3 separate regions of the Anser cygnoides genome follow, and regions 1 and 3 are each linked to region 2. A link is a contact called in public Hi-C data. All regions are on one chromosome and are shown on one strand. Each heading gives the region's core, a stretch centred on a gene start, on an enhancer-like site or on the middle of the called end of the contact. The rest is flanking DNA. Distances are from core to core; before and after follow the strand shown. Region 1 holds the start of GSK3B (glycogen synthase kinase 3 beta). Region 2 overlaps LOC125179971 (a long non-coding RNA gene). Region 3 holds the start of VANGL1 (VANGL planar cell polarity protein 1).

Evidence for each region. A called contact is a pair of places that touch in the nucleus more often than the background predicts.
Region 1: a contact with region 2 is called in a Hi-C map of liver, with 2.6 times the contacts expected there. The contact joins the promoter of GSK3B here to the enhancer-like site in region 2. A contact is called at or near these places in 2 of 7 Hi-C or Micro-C datasets (both in liver).
Region 3: a Hi-C map of liver shows a contact between it and region 2, with 1.9 times the contacts expected there. The contact joins the promoter of VANGL1 here to the enhancer-like site in region 2. A contact is called at or near these places in 2 of 7 Hi-C or Micro-C datasets (both in liver).

What each region holds. Positions count from the first base shown.
Region 1 is chr1:99,865,776-99,870,149 of Taihu_goose_T2T_genome, forward strand. GSK3B (glycogen synthase kinase 3 beta) reads right to left here and starts at 1,646. Exons shown (of 12, transcript XM_067004041.1): 1 at 490-1,646. The coding sequence starts at 577.
Region 2 is chr1:99,573,872-99,577,743 of Taihu_goose_T2T_genome, forward strand. LOC125179971 (a long non-coding RNA gene) reads right to left here. Exons shown (of 3, transcript XR_007158121.2): 3 at 2,428-3,872. Among named protein-coding and RNA genes, the nearest start is that of CD58, 42 kb to the right of the region's middle. Within about 2 kb of position 2,595, at least 2 of the 3 cell types and tissues checked have open chromatin away from gene starts, as enhancers often do. A contact at or near this core is called in liver, where this site is marked.
Region 3 is chr1:99,253,710-99,258,038 of Taihu_goose_T2T_genome, forward strand. It overlaps VANGL1 (VANGL planar cell polarity protein 1), which reads left to right and starts at 2,466. Exons shown (of 8, transcript XM_048057963.2): 1 at 2,466-2,594.

The DNA of each region.
Region 1 (4,374 bases), core at 396-2,895, 290 kb after region 2:
ATGTTCTTATTCCCTGTATCGAGCGTTTTTACCGCTGCCTGAATCGCGAAAGAGGCACCTTTTGTAACCCCCTTCCCCCCCCCCCCTTTTTTTTTTTTTAAATGGGCTGGACTAGGAGGTGCTCACACCCGATCTCCGGGCGTTGGGAGAGGGGGGAAAAAAAAAAAAAAAAAAGGAAAAAAAGACCCCACATCGGGAGATCGGGAGCAGGGGGGTACCTGCGTGCCCGTCATTCATTTCGGGGGGCGGTGGGGAAGGAGAAAGGGGAGGGGGGGGATACACACACACACACACAGACACACACACACAAAACCCCGGCCCTGGGAGCCCGCTTCACAAAGGGAAGGGCTGCCAGCGGGCAGAGGGGCCGAGCCCAGGGGCAGGGCGGCTTTTTTGGGAGCCGGGCGCCCACCCCCAGGGCAGGCTGAGGGGCTTCAGGGGAGGGCCGGGGGGTGCCGGAGCCTTCCTCCCCCCCACCCCGATACTCACGGCTGACTTTCATGCTGCCGAAGGCCGAGGGCTGCTGCACCGGCTTGCAGCTCTCCGCGAAGGACGTGGTCCTGGGCCGCCCGGACATGGTCTCCCGCTGCGGCTGCGCCCCGCCGCCCTCTGCCCGGCTGCTGCTGCTGCTCCTCTTCCTCCTCCTCCTCCTCCTCCTCCTCGGCCTCTCCCGGCGCTCAGGCGGCTCGGGGCGAGCCCTGCCTCATCAACCGCGGCCCCTCGCCGGAGGGGGGGGGGGGGGGGGGGGGGAGAGGGGGGGGGGCCTTCCCCTGGCGGTGCTGCCGGCCTCGCGGCCCCGCTGTCGGTCGGTCGGTCCGTCCGTCCGTCCGTCGGTCTGTCCGTCCGTCTGTCGGTCGGTCGGTCCGCCCGCCGGCCCGCTCACAGCGCCATCCCCTCCCCGCAGCGCCCTGGCTGCCGGAGCCGCCCCCGCCCGCCGCGGGGCTGCGCTAGGCCTCGCTGCCCCCACCCTCAGCGCCAGTCACATGGGGCGGAGGCTCGGGACGGCCTCCTCCGACGGCCTCGTCTCCTCTTCCCCCTTCCCTTTTTTTTTTTTTCTCCTCTTTTCTTATTATTTTTTTTTTTTCCTCCTCTTCCTTCCCCCTCTCCTCGCCTTCCCCCCTGCCCTCTGCGGGAGGCGGCGCGGGCAGCGGGACTATTTCTCCCTCCTCCCCCCCCCCCTTCTGCGGAGGGATCCTCCGGCGGGAGGTGAGGCGGCCGCTCGCGAAGGGAATCCGGCGAAGGCGGCGGAGGGATCCGCGGCGGGCGGAGCGGTGATGCGGCCGGCGGCGGGGCCTCTCCCTCGCTGCGCTCCCCTCCCTCACAGCGGCGCTGAGGCGGCGGCGGCGGCCGGGCGGCTCCTCATTGCCCCCGCACGGGCGCCTGGCGGCGGCTCAGCCTGCGCAGGCTGCAGCGCGGGCGCCGGCCGGCGGCGGCGGGGCAGGCCATGGCGGCGGCTCCTTCCTCAGAGCGCTGGTGCTCGCTGCTGCTGCTGCTTCTCCGAGCACCCCCCCCCCCGGTCCCCGCTGCTAAAGCCGCGCAGCCGCCTATGCCCGTCGCCGCCCTACGCTGCGCAACGGCCGTAGGCGCCGTCTGTGAATAGCCAGCCGAAGGGCCCGACGCGCTCGCTGGCCCCCCCCTCACGGAAACAGCCGAGCCTCGTCGGGGCCAATCCCCAGGCCGCTACGGGGACGGCTGTGGCGGCTCGTAGCCAATCGCGGGGCCCCGACGGGCGCGGCCGAGTCCCCCCGAAGCGAGGCGAGGGCCCAATGGCAAAGCGCCGCCGCCGCCCTAGCAGCGCGGTCGGGCAGCCAATGGGAGGCGGCCGCCTCTTCCGGGAGGAGCCGAAGGGAGCCGAAGCGGCGCAGCCAATCAGAGGGCGCGCTGCCTCGGTTACACGGCCCTGGGACGGCTTCGAGCCGCAGCCCGAGGCGGAGAGCGGGCGCGGGCTGCGATTGGCTGCCGCGGCGGCGCGCTGCGATTGGCTCAGGGGGATGAGGCGGCCCGAAGACGCCAGCCAGCTGTCTGCCTCCGACCAATCCCCGGGCCGCACCGGCGGGCAGCGCCCGCTCCCATTGGGCGGTGGGGGACGGAGGGCGGGGCCTGTGGGCCACGCTTCGCCGCGGTGGGGCCTCGCGCGCCGCCTCGCTCACCTTTATGACCTCACCGGCTGCGCAGGGCGGGGCCGGCAGGGAGCGCGCATGCGCAGTGCGGCGGGGCGGGCCCGGTGCCGCCCTGGGGCCGGGGCCGTGGCCCTGGGGTGGGGGGTTGGCCGGGGCCGGGAGCCCCCGGGAGCCGGCATGGCCGCCACGGCTCCCCCCGGAGCGGTCCCCAAACGGCCCCGGGGCTGTTAAGGCCCGTTTGAAGAAACCCCCCCCGGTCTGTCGTCTCAGGGCGGGGCAGCCCCCGGTGGAGCCGTTACAACCGTTGCAACCGTTAAAACCGTTACCTGGCCCGTTACAGCCGTTACAACCGTTCAAACCGTTACCCGGCCTGTTACAGCCGTTACAACCGTTAAAACCGTTACCCAGCTGGTTACAGCCGTTAAAACCGTTACCTGGTCCGTTACAACCGTTAAAACTGTTACCCGGCTGGCCGTTACAGCCCGGCTGGTTACAAAAACCGTTACTTGGCCCATTACAACAGTTAAAACTGTTACCTGGCCGGTTACAGCTGTTAGAACTGTTAAAACCGTTGCAACCGTTAGGGCCCGGTACCCCTTTTTGCCCCTGGCCTGTTCCGTGGGGTCCCCCCCTCAGTGACCTTGTGGCCGTCAGGGGCCGCTTCCCTAGGGGTGTGCAGGCCTGCACCCCGTGGAAGCACAAAGGTTTAATAATTCCTGTTAAAAATGCAAGGTTCCGTTCCTGTTAATGTAAAATAAAAGGGTTTAAACGGATCGCTGCTGTCGCACAAAGTGGTGTGGCTGTGGAAATGAAATAGCGATGTGGCGAGGTGGCTTTTTAAAAAGCACGGCTGTGTAGTGCCGGCGATCACCGTGAGGAGCAGAGGGGACGGGGACAGGGTGATAAACCTACTGCAGAAACCAGCCTGAGTGAAGGGGGAACAGACAAAGGCTCACAAAGTTCTCTCAGTTCAGCTCTCGCTAGCAAACTATAGGAAACACAGCTTATATTAGAGCCACTAAAACGGCCTTCGTATCCAGGTCTTGGTGCCACCATGAGTGGATTTTGCTTGGCCCTGGCCAGCGTCCAGACCGTTCTTGTGACTTCTGGAAGAGCCTGTACTTCTCCAGGGTTCTTAAATATCCGTGGGGACAACTCATCTGGCAGAGCAGGAGCTGGAGAACTGCTCCCTGCCGTGACCTCGGTAACATTACTCAGCAGCCCTCTGCAAAAGTTGAGTACTGCTTGCTTATACCATTTAAAGAAAAAAAAAATGTTCTCGCCAGAGTAGTTTATACCACAAACAAAGTAACTTGGACTAGCAGCAGCACTTTTTGCCAGCGCTAGAGTCTAAGAGCTGCTGCTTTCTTTTCAAGGCATCAAAATATTGCCTGTTTATCCTTTTTTTCTTCTTGTGTCCCATTCCAAGCAACACTGCTATGTGAGCAATGAAAGATCTGGCCAAAGGCAGCTAAGATTTACCCTGTACAACAGCTTTGTTCCAAAGCAGAAAACCAACTCAGTCTCTCAAAACGGTCCTGTTCGGCACTGCACTCGCCCCAGGGCGCTTGATCTTCTGGAAACCTTTTCCCTGCCTGATAAATGATGAATGATTTTACCTACTACAAAGGACTTCGCATTGTTTAAGGTCTGACTCATTGTGCAGCCTGTGCAGCTGGGAAACTGGAAGCTGAGTGCTGCACCCTAGCAGGGGCTGAACAGCCTGAAGTGACAGTAACCACGCCGCACTCGTCATGTTGGATTTGCTCTGATTCACCGCTTTATCAAACGTCCCTGAGATACAATCTCAATAAACTGCCAACCACCAGAAGGACATTTTTGCCTCTTTTGCTAAAACAACTTTCCTCTACCTGAAATGCATCACCAGACATTCCAGTCGTCTTGTAGAGTTGCACTTGAAATTGGATTCATTTTTTTTTTTGGCCTTGAGCACTTGATGCCAGCACAAATCAAATTTTCGTATTTTCTGATGAAGTTTTTTTCTAAAAGCTGCATAAACGGTGGCACCAACTTAAGAGAGATGGTTGAGCATTGTGACTTGACAAAGTGGATGGCCTGGCATGGGTAGGGGGAACTCTTTGTGACAGCAGTAAATACAAATCACACCAATGCATAATTTATCCTGATGGTATCCACTTGAAAAATGTCCTTTATGATGAGTCTGCAAGTTGATAATACCAATGGAGAACCAACTTCATTTGTATACAGAGAACAAGGCTAATTCAGGAGAACA
Region 2 (3,872 bases), core at 1,345-3,844:
TCCGTGAACTAGATCCACTTGCATTTGTAAGTAAACAAAATCCATTTGTAAACAGAGCCTTATTGGCACAGCTGAACCTAAGTGATACGACACATAGTGGAGACATCCTGCTCCTGCTGGGACAGTGACCACTTTCTGCAAAGTTGTCCTGGGAAACTCTTTGCACGTCCATTGCCTGTGAAGCGGTGGGAATGCAGAGTCCACAAAGAGCTGAGTCGCGATGTCCTGGTCCTAGGCAGGCAAGGCAGGCGGTCTGGTTACAGAGAGGTGCCTGTTCCTCCGCACGCATTAGGCTGAGACTCTGACAAGCAGGGAGGCAGGAGGCCAGGAGCGAGGCACAGCTCAGGAGGTCACTGTGAACCCGTCCAGCTCAGAGCAACGGCAAGGAGATAGGCTTTGTCCCTCTTTTTGTGCACAAGTGCCCCTGCTTGCTTTAGCGGGGAATGAAACTGTGCAGCGACCCTGAAGCTGGTCAGCTTGCCAGCTCTGCCTTTTACGCATGTCCAGGCTTTCCTCGGTCTTTGCAAACATGGAGCCCCTCGTACCATCCTCCTGCGATGCTGCGGATGGAGGAGCAGGGTGAAAGAGAGAAAAGAGTCAGTGATAAAATGGACAACACAGCTGTGGAGTGCCAGGTGTCAACCCCTTTTCTCACCAGCTTTTCTTTCCTTTTGCAGCCCGCTGAACATCCTTTGCAGGTTACTGCAGACCTCTCACGCAGCATCTGTGTCCCTGAAGCAGAGGCAGCGTCTGTCCAGGTGGCTCTGGCTGCGTGAGCTGGCAGGCGAGGTGTCAGTGAAGAAGGTGCCTCATCAACGGGGCTGCTCTGGGCATGCAGGGATGCCCAGCACCACACAGAGCCACCACAAACACACCTGACTGAGCCCAGCAGAAGCAAGCACATGCTTTGTGTTTAGCCAACCTTCAGGGAAGCAATATAAGCCAGCAGCTGGCCCACAGGAGCCAGGACTCCCACTCCCATCACCTTGTTGTTTGGCTTTGCCTCGACCACAGGACCCCTGTGTTTCCATTTCCTTGCTCTTACTGCATGTGGAAATGGAGAGGGCACCATCCAAAAGACATCTGCCCCCTTTGAGAAGAACAGCAAAGGACCAACTCAGCTTGGCACTGGCCAGCAAAGACAGGGGGAGTCTTCCACCTCTGTCACTTACAGAGACAGCTTGTCTAAGTGCTTGGAGCACAGGTCCTCGGGAATTAAATCCCTGGGGAAATACCTGTTTCTGCCCATCTGTTTCTTCCCAGCCACCCCACAGTGCTCTGCCACCACGAGGCCACTCTGCAGAGCAGAGAAAGGCAGAGGCTCAGTTATCTGTCTCCATGCAGGAGTTTAAGCACCTGAACTCCACATTATGGATGTGGGCCAAACACCTATGCACCTGGCAGGACAGAGGCTGGGCAGGAGCTCAGAGGCACTGATAATGCCCCAGTGCAAATGCCGGAGGCCAGCAGGTGCCACTCAGCATCACTGGGAGCTGCTGGAGCTGGACTGGTGTGAGAGAAGGGGCTTCAGAGAGGCTTCACAGCAGAGAAATTACGGTGGCTCTCCACTTTTCCCTTCCAGAGTTAGGGTGACCAGCTTTTTCAGCAAAGGGGACCCCTTCCTGGGCCTGGCATCTGTGGAGCTTGCCTGCAAGCCTTTTTTTTTTTTTTTGTGATGTGCAGCCAAAGGTTTTGGGGAGTCAGCAGGTGTGTCAGTCAGGTGAATCTAGACACAGATTGGTTTTAAAGACATGGATGCTATCTCACCATCTCTGTCCCAGAGCCTGTCTCCTCATCTGTGCTGCTGCTTTACAGCCTGCTGGGGCCTCTGCACCCAGTTCAGAGTTAATATTTTATCTAGAGGTCCAGAGAAGCTCGGTGAAAATTGTTCTAGCCTTGAAATGCCAAAGGTAACTTTAAGATGTTTCCTTCCAGACTCTGAAGCATTGCTATTAGAAATGTATTCTCTGATAAGGAAATGGCTCTGGCTAACATCTGCGGAGATTATTCATGGAAATCAGTGCTATGATTGTCCCTGTGTCCTTTTCATCCGTCTTTTCTGAACTCCACCTTTATGGAGACCAAGTGCATTAACCTTCCAACACCGGTGAGAGCAGTGAGAAAAGTGAGAGCAGGTCTCCAGCAGAGGAAAATCTGCTCATCCTGAAAAGTCTTCTTTGTTCTCATTGCACAGGATCATTTCTCTACCACGCAGGATATTTATGGGAGGGACAGCAGTGGCAAGGGGAGTAATGACGCTTTTTTGTTTAATTATTAACTCACGCCGTCGCCTGCTGCCACATACTCCAGTCAACACCACAAGGCAGTGGGGCTGTGCTGGCTGGAGAGCTCAGCAAGAGGCGGGCAGTAAAGAAAAAGATAATTTCTCATTCATCTGCTCATTTATGTTGTGCTCTGACCTGCCTTACTTTGCTGGTGCTTGGGTTTCTCCACCAGCAACGTCTGAATGGCTGTAGCATGTTTATTCCTACCTGCCAAGCACTGTCCCAACAGCACTTCGAGCCTCACACACACTACACACAGCGTTTTCCAGAAACAGCTGACACTCTGGTGTATTATTTCTGGGGGACCATGTAACAACTACTTCAAAGAGCAAATGTAGCTAGAATAAGAAAGGCAGCCAAGAGAAATTCATCTCACTGAGTTCTCTCACCGCCATCAAAAAGATCTGTCTTGCAACCCATCGCTGCATAGTTCGCAAACCATCAGGAAGAGTTTTACAGCTCAGAGATACAGGTTTCAGTAGAATTTGCTAGAAACCTTCTGCCAAACTGTTTTTCAAATTTTAATGGAAGTTAATCACATCCAAATCATTTCCAGGGGAAGCGCGGCTTTCAAAGAACATGTCAGCTTGAAATATTGCTCAGGGGATCACTTTTGTAAGTACCATAATATTTAGACATTTTTTAAAGTAAAAAAGATCTTCACCATAGATTTGCAATGCTTAGTCAATAAAAAGGAGAAGGCTAACTGTACATAAGTGGTTCTAAATAAAACATTTAGGTTGCTGAAAGAAAACATTTCAACTGAACAAAAAGAGATTTTTTTCTAGTAAAATATCAATTCTTTGAGAAGTTAGAGATTTTAACTTTTTATGCCAACTCAGGACACATACTTTTCCTTAATATCTAGATTATTTGGTAGAGGGGGAATCTATTTCCCATTCAACTTGCCTTTTACAGAGGCAGAATACAATAAAGCTGAGGCAAATTTTGCTGGAAAAAAAAATCTCCACCAGAATCCTTTACATTATTGAAAATGACCCCAAGGCAACCAGTGACATTTGTCACCAAGGTTGTCAGCTGTAGTTTTAGCAGCACTTCCCCCTGTGAGCAAACGCCTGAGATGTCAGCACGTGTCCATGCTGCCTGGGAAATGAGCTGTGTTCCTATATCTCTGTCTATTTTAAGGCATAGCCCATATGCAGTCCTTTCAGCTCCTCACAGTCAGGAATGTGGCTCCTTCTGGAAACCATCCCCTCGGTGAGACAGCTGGGCTTTGACCGAGGGCTGAATATTCACTGCACAACACAGCCTGCGTGGCGTGGGTTAGGATACCCCGAGCTGTGCCGTCAGCAGCAGTGTGTGTCCAAGTGAGCACCTCCGTGCTGCAGGTTTCCAAGGTTTCACAACCTCAGCTCTCAGGGCAGATCAGTGAATGTGGGAGGGACTTTGGCTTATGCAATTCACACAGCTCCCACTTATTTCCAGTCCTCATGCACCAAGAAACTTTTAGGCTGGACCCTCACACCCACTTCTTCCCAACCTGACCCCCCATCAGTTTCCTTCTGAGGCCTCCTCCACTCTCTGCGCTCTTCAGGCCATGAGTGCTCCTGATGGCTTGTGCCAGGT
Region 3 (4,329 bases), core at 1,216-3,715, 320 kb before region 2:
AGCCAGTAGCTGCTTCTTGAAGACCTGAAAAAGTGTCAGTTTTTCCTGAGCAATTATTTATTTACTGAAGTAAATAAAAGGCTACTATCCTTCTTCCCCTACTTCAGTGAACTTTAGGTTGTAGCACTGGCTTTCATGTGATAAGGATTTTTTTTTTTTTTAATGGCGGAAGAGAGGCAAATTTGGAGCAAATCAAGAGGTGTTTGTGATCTCATGGAAGCCAGCTGCAGAAAGGGATGAAAAATCTGAGATCATATCCTTCATCTGTGTGCCATATCATGAAACAGGCCAAGCGTGGGCCTGGCTTCATGTGAGTGTCTTAACTCTGTATCTGCTTGTTCTGTGTATGCATCTATAAACATTCCTCAAAGCAGTGCGAGTCCATGCACTTGACCACATGCAGATCCTTCCTAAAACATTCCCTGGCCACTATGCCAGCAGGAATGTGAAAAGGTCAGAATAGATGGGAACTAAACAGTGCTGGTTTCTTGCATTGCATGCAGACAGTGTACGCCCTGGACCAAAGACCACATTTGTTTGATATGGATGTACTGGAGTGAGTCTGGCCTAGGTCCACTAAAATAATTAAAGGATCGGAGCATCTGACATACCAGGAGAGGCTGAGAGCTGGGATTTTCCAGCCTTGAAAAGAGAGGTTTCAGAGGGGAATCGATGCATATAAATGTGTATTGATGTGTATAAATATTTGATGCGAATAAAGAAGGTGGATCCAGTTTCTTCTCAGCAGAACCCAGTGAAAGGAAAAGAAGGAACAGTCACAGACTGAAATACATGGAATTCCATTTAAACATAAGAAAACGTTTTTACTAGTTCATTTCATTCGTTATACGTTTTACTGTTCAAACCCTGGAATACGTTGCACAGGGAGGCTGTGGACTCCTTGGAGATACTCAAAACATGGCTTAGTACAACCTGCTCCAGTTGACCTGTTCTGAATGAGGACACTGGACCAGATGGTCTCCAAAAGTCCATTCCAACTTAAATCATTCTCCTGTGAATCTACGATCTGCTCTGGGTATTCTTAAAACAAACAATCAAGAAAATAACAACAAACACCTCTAATCCTGCCTATTCAGTAGTGATATGCTACGCTGACATAGCTTAGCACTTTACAGATTTCTAAACTATGACCCTACCGCACAAGTAGGTTGACTCATGCCAAAAGTTTCCTCATGTCTGAGTGGTTTAAACAGATGATGAAAGATAAGCATGTAACAGCACCTCAGTATCTGCCTCTGAGCCTGTCTTCAGTGTATCCTTTCTTTGCCAGTGCTTTGTTTAACAGCTTGACACAGTCAGGTGGCAGAGGGCTTGCTGCTGGGTCTGACGCATATCTGTGCCACCTGGGTCTGGACAGGGCCTAGATGTATCCCCAGCTGAGATCTCATATGGATCTCCTTTCCTCCGTGTACTGCAATGAGTCCTGCTGCTCTGAACCACGAAACTAGTATTCAGGAATCTTTCAGTCTTTCCAGTCTCTTACTGGCTGTGCAGTACACAAGCCTTTTCTTGTCTGTGTCTACTGAGAAAATCTTGAGCAGCTGCTGGGGTAGCATAATAGGAGAAGAAGAAATAGGGACTGGACAGAGGAGGTTCTTGGTCCAAAGAAGTCCAGTTAAAGACTTCTGAAAAAGTCCCCTTCTCTGTTGAAGTTTTACTCCCCGAGTTCCTGTAGCCTGTCGGAGAGGGCAGCATCCCCCCTTGTCCTCCCCACGCCACACCAGTAAAACCATGCCCTGAGTCTCTCCCCTGTCCCAGATGCATGGGTTGAATAAGCTGTAGCCTGTTGCCTTTTGTCATGTTCCCCTGCTCTGAGCAGGAAACCAAGCTGCCCCGTAGTGAAGGTTTGGCAGCTGGGAGCCACGAGCACCCGGTGATGCTCTCAGCTCGATGTCGAACACTTTCCAGGGCAGGGCGACTGTCTGGAATGCAGCGGAGTGCCAGGGCCGTGGGCAGGTTTAGGCACATGTTGGTGTACAACGTGAGATGGAGCCTATCACTTGAGACCGGCCTCTTCCAGCCAGGCACGGGGTGGGTAAGATGTACGCCGTGCGGAGCAGGAGGCAATGGAGCTGCCAAACTGGAGGGATATGGGAACGGTTCTTCTAACTCCTGCCTGACTGAAATGGTGAAATCACGTAATGTTGTGCAGATGGTGAGTAGGGGACGGGTACCACAAGCAAAGTTAGCGCATTATTTTGGAAAAAAGGGAAATTGGAAGGGAAAAATAAAAGATGTAAGCTATAGAGGCCACACGAAGGCAACGCAGGAGCTGTCTGACAGGAGGAATTCAGTGCCCTCTGTGTTTGTCCCCTTTGTGGAGCGGGCTGTACCTCAGTAACTCAAAGCACACAGCTGGGATCTGGGGGGTTCCCTCACGCCCCCCCCCACCAGCCAGCTGACAGAATTAATTGTTATTAAGGGATGAGGAGGGCTCGGGGCCGGCCCGGGGCGGGGCTGCGGGGCGGTGCCGGGCACAGGAAGCGGAAAGCGGCGGCGAACGGCGGCCGCCGCCGGGGGAAGGCGGCGGAGGGCCGGGGCTAGGTCCGGCCGAGCGGGCATGGGGGAGGCAGGTCGGTCCGTCCGTCCGTGTGTCCGTCCGTGTGTCCGTCTGTCGGGAAGGAGGCGGGGGGGCTCATAGCCCGGCAGGGTGGGCCCAAAAAATCGTGGGCGTGCAGGGCTGAGAGGTGGCTGCTGTGCTGCGGATGGGGACGAGGGCTGCAGGACCAGGGCTGGAGGAGGTGGGCGCAGGGGGTGCAGGGGGTGCAGGAGGAGATGGCTGCGGGAGGTGGCTGCCGCCCCTCCCGGCGCTGCCCGGCTGCGGGTCTGAGCGCGCCCGGCAGAGGGCAAAGCCGCAGCCGCTGGTCCCGTAAGGGCACGCTCGGCACAGCCCCTGGAAGCCCGTCCTGTCCCGGTTTGGGCGCTTGTCCGGGCTGTGAGCAGGGTTATCCGGGCTGTGAGCAGGGTTATCCGGGCTGGGAGCAGGCTTTCTTAGCGCAGAGGCTGAGTTCTCCGCTCGCAGAGCGCGGGTGGCTCTGTGGCAGCGCTTCCAGGCGGGGGAAGCAGACCTGGCAACCCTCCTGCTGCCACAGCGGGGCTTTCCTCAGCCCTGGGTCTGTCATCGCGCCTCGCCCCGAAGTCTTTGCAGCTCTAGGGAGTTCATGCGTGAAGCGACACTGCCCAGAGGAGCAAATCGGGGTGTTGCGGAGCTCACACTGTGTCACACGTAAGCCCGCTGCCGGGGTGTCCCAGCTCAGAGGAGAGGCACCGCAGGGAAGGGAGCTCCAGCAGCGCTGGGGCTGCGTAGCCTTCGGACAGCTCGGCTGTGAGCGTGCTTGGCTCTCGTCCCCCTCCGGGGTTTGGCTTTGCAGCTGGCTGCAACTCCGAGACCGGCATTGGCTCTGCCAGCACCTCACTTGACCATTTATTTTTGAAAATTAACAAGTGAGTCTTGCAGAAAGCCTCCCCGAAGAGCTCTCCCTGTGAGCCGAGGTGTTGGAAGGGTTTCCAGCCTGCCTGGGAGCCACCCAGGCAAAGAGCTAACGGCCCGTGGTCGCTGGCCGGCTGCCTGGGAGGAGAGCAGACGCCTGAGCTGTGCCTGGTGATGCTCACCCAAATACAGGATTCCCTGTGGCTGCTGGTGTCCTCTTGGTTTTGGTGAGTGATAGCGGTATTCGTGGTGGCCTTTGATGCATTACGGACGTATGCACCTAGGGAGGACTTACCACCACGAGGAGGCCAGGGTACTGTTCTGGGGAAACACTACCAACGTGTCTGCAGTTGTCCTAGCAAAACTACATGTCGTACTGTTCTGGTAGCCTGCCTTCCACCCATGCCTCTGACAACCAGAGCTGAGAATAGTGTCAGAAACATAGTTTTGCTGTTACTGAGGTGCTGAGAAGGGACTTGAGGGACAGGATTGAGCAGAGAACTGTGATGTCTGGCTCTGCTAGGGGGAAACTGTAATTGTAAAGGCACGAGGAGTGCCGTGCTCCTCCACGTCTGGTACTGACACCGGGGAATTTGGCAGCAGGAGGAAAACGAACTGTTTCGAAAACTGTCTTAGGACTTTTTAATTTATCATTAGCCTTTATCTCAGAACTACCTGATTTAGGTTGAATTCAAAACCTGGCGATTTCCCTGGGGATCATGCCCTTGCCCTTCCTTCTTGCCAAGTCAGATATCGAGGATTGGGCAGATGGAGGCATCAGAGACAGACTCTGTCATGTGGAGTCCAGCTGTGTAGCGTGCTGCGGGGTTGCTCAGGGTCTGTAGACTTATTTTTTTATTTTCAAATAGAAAACGTAG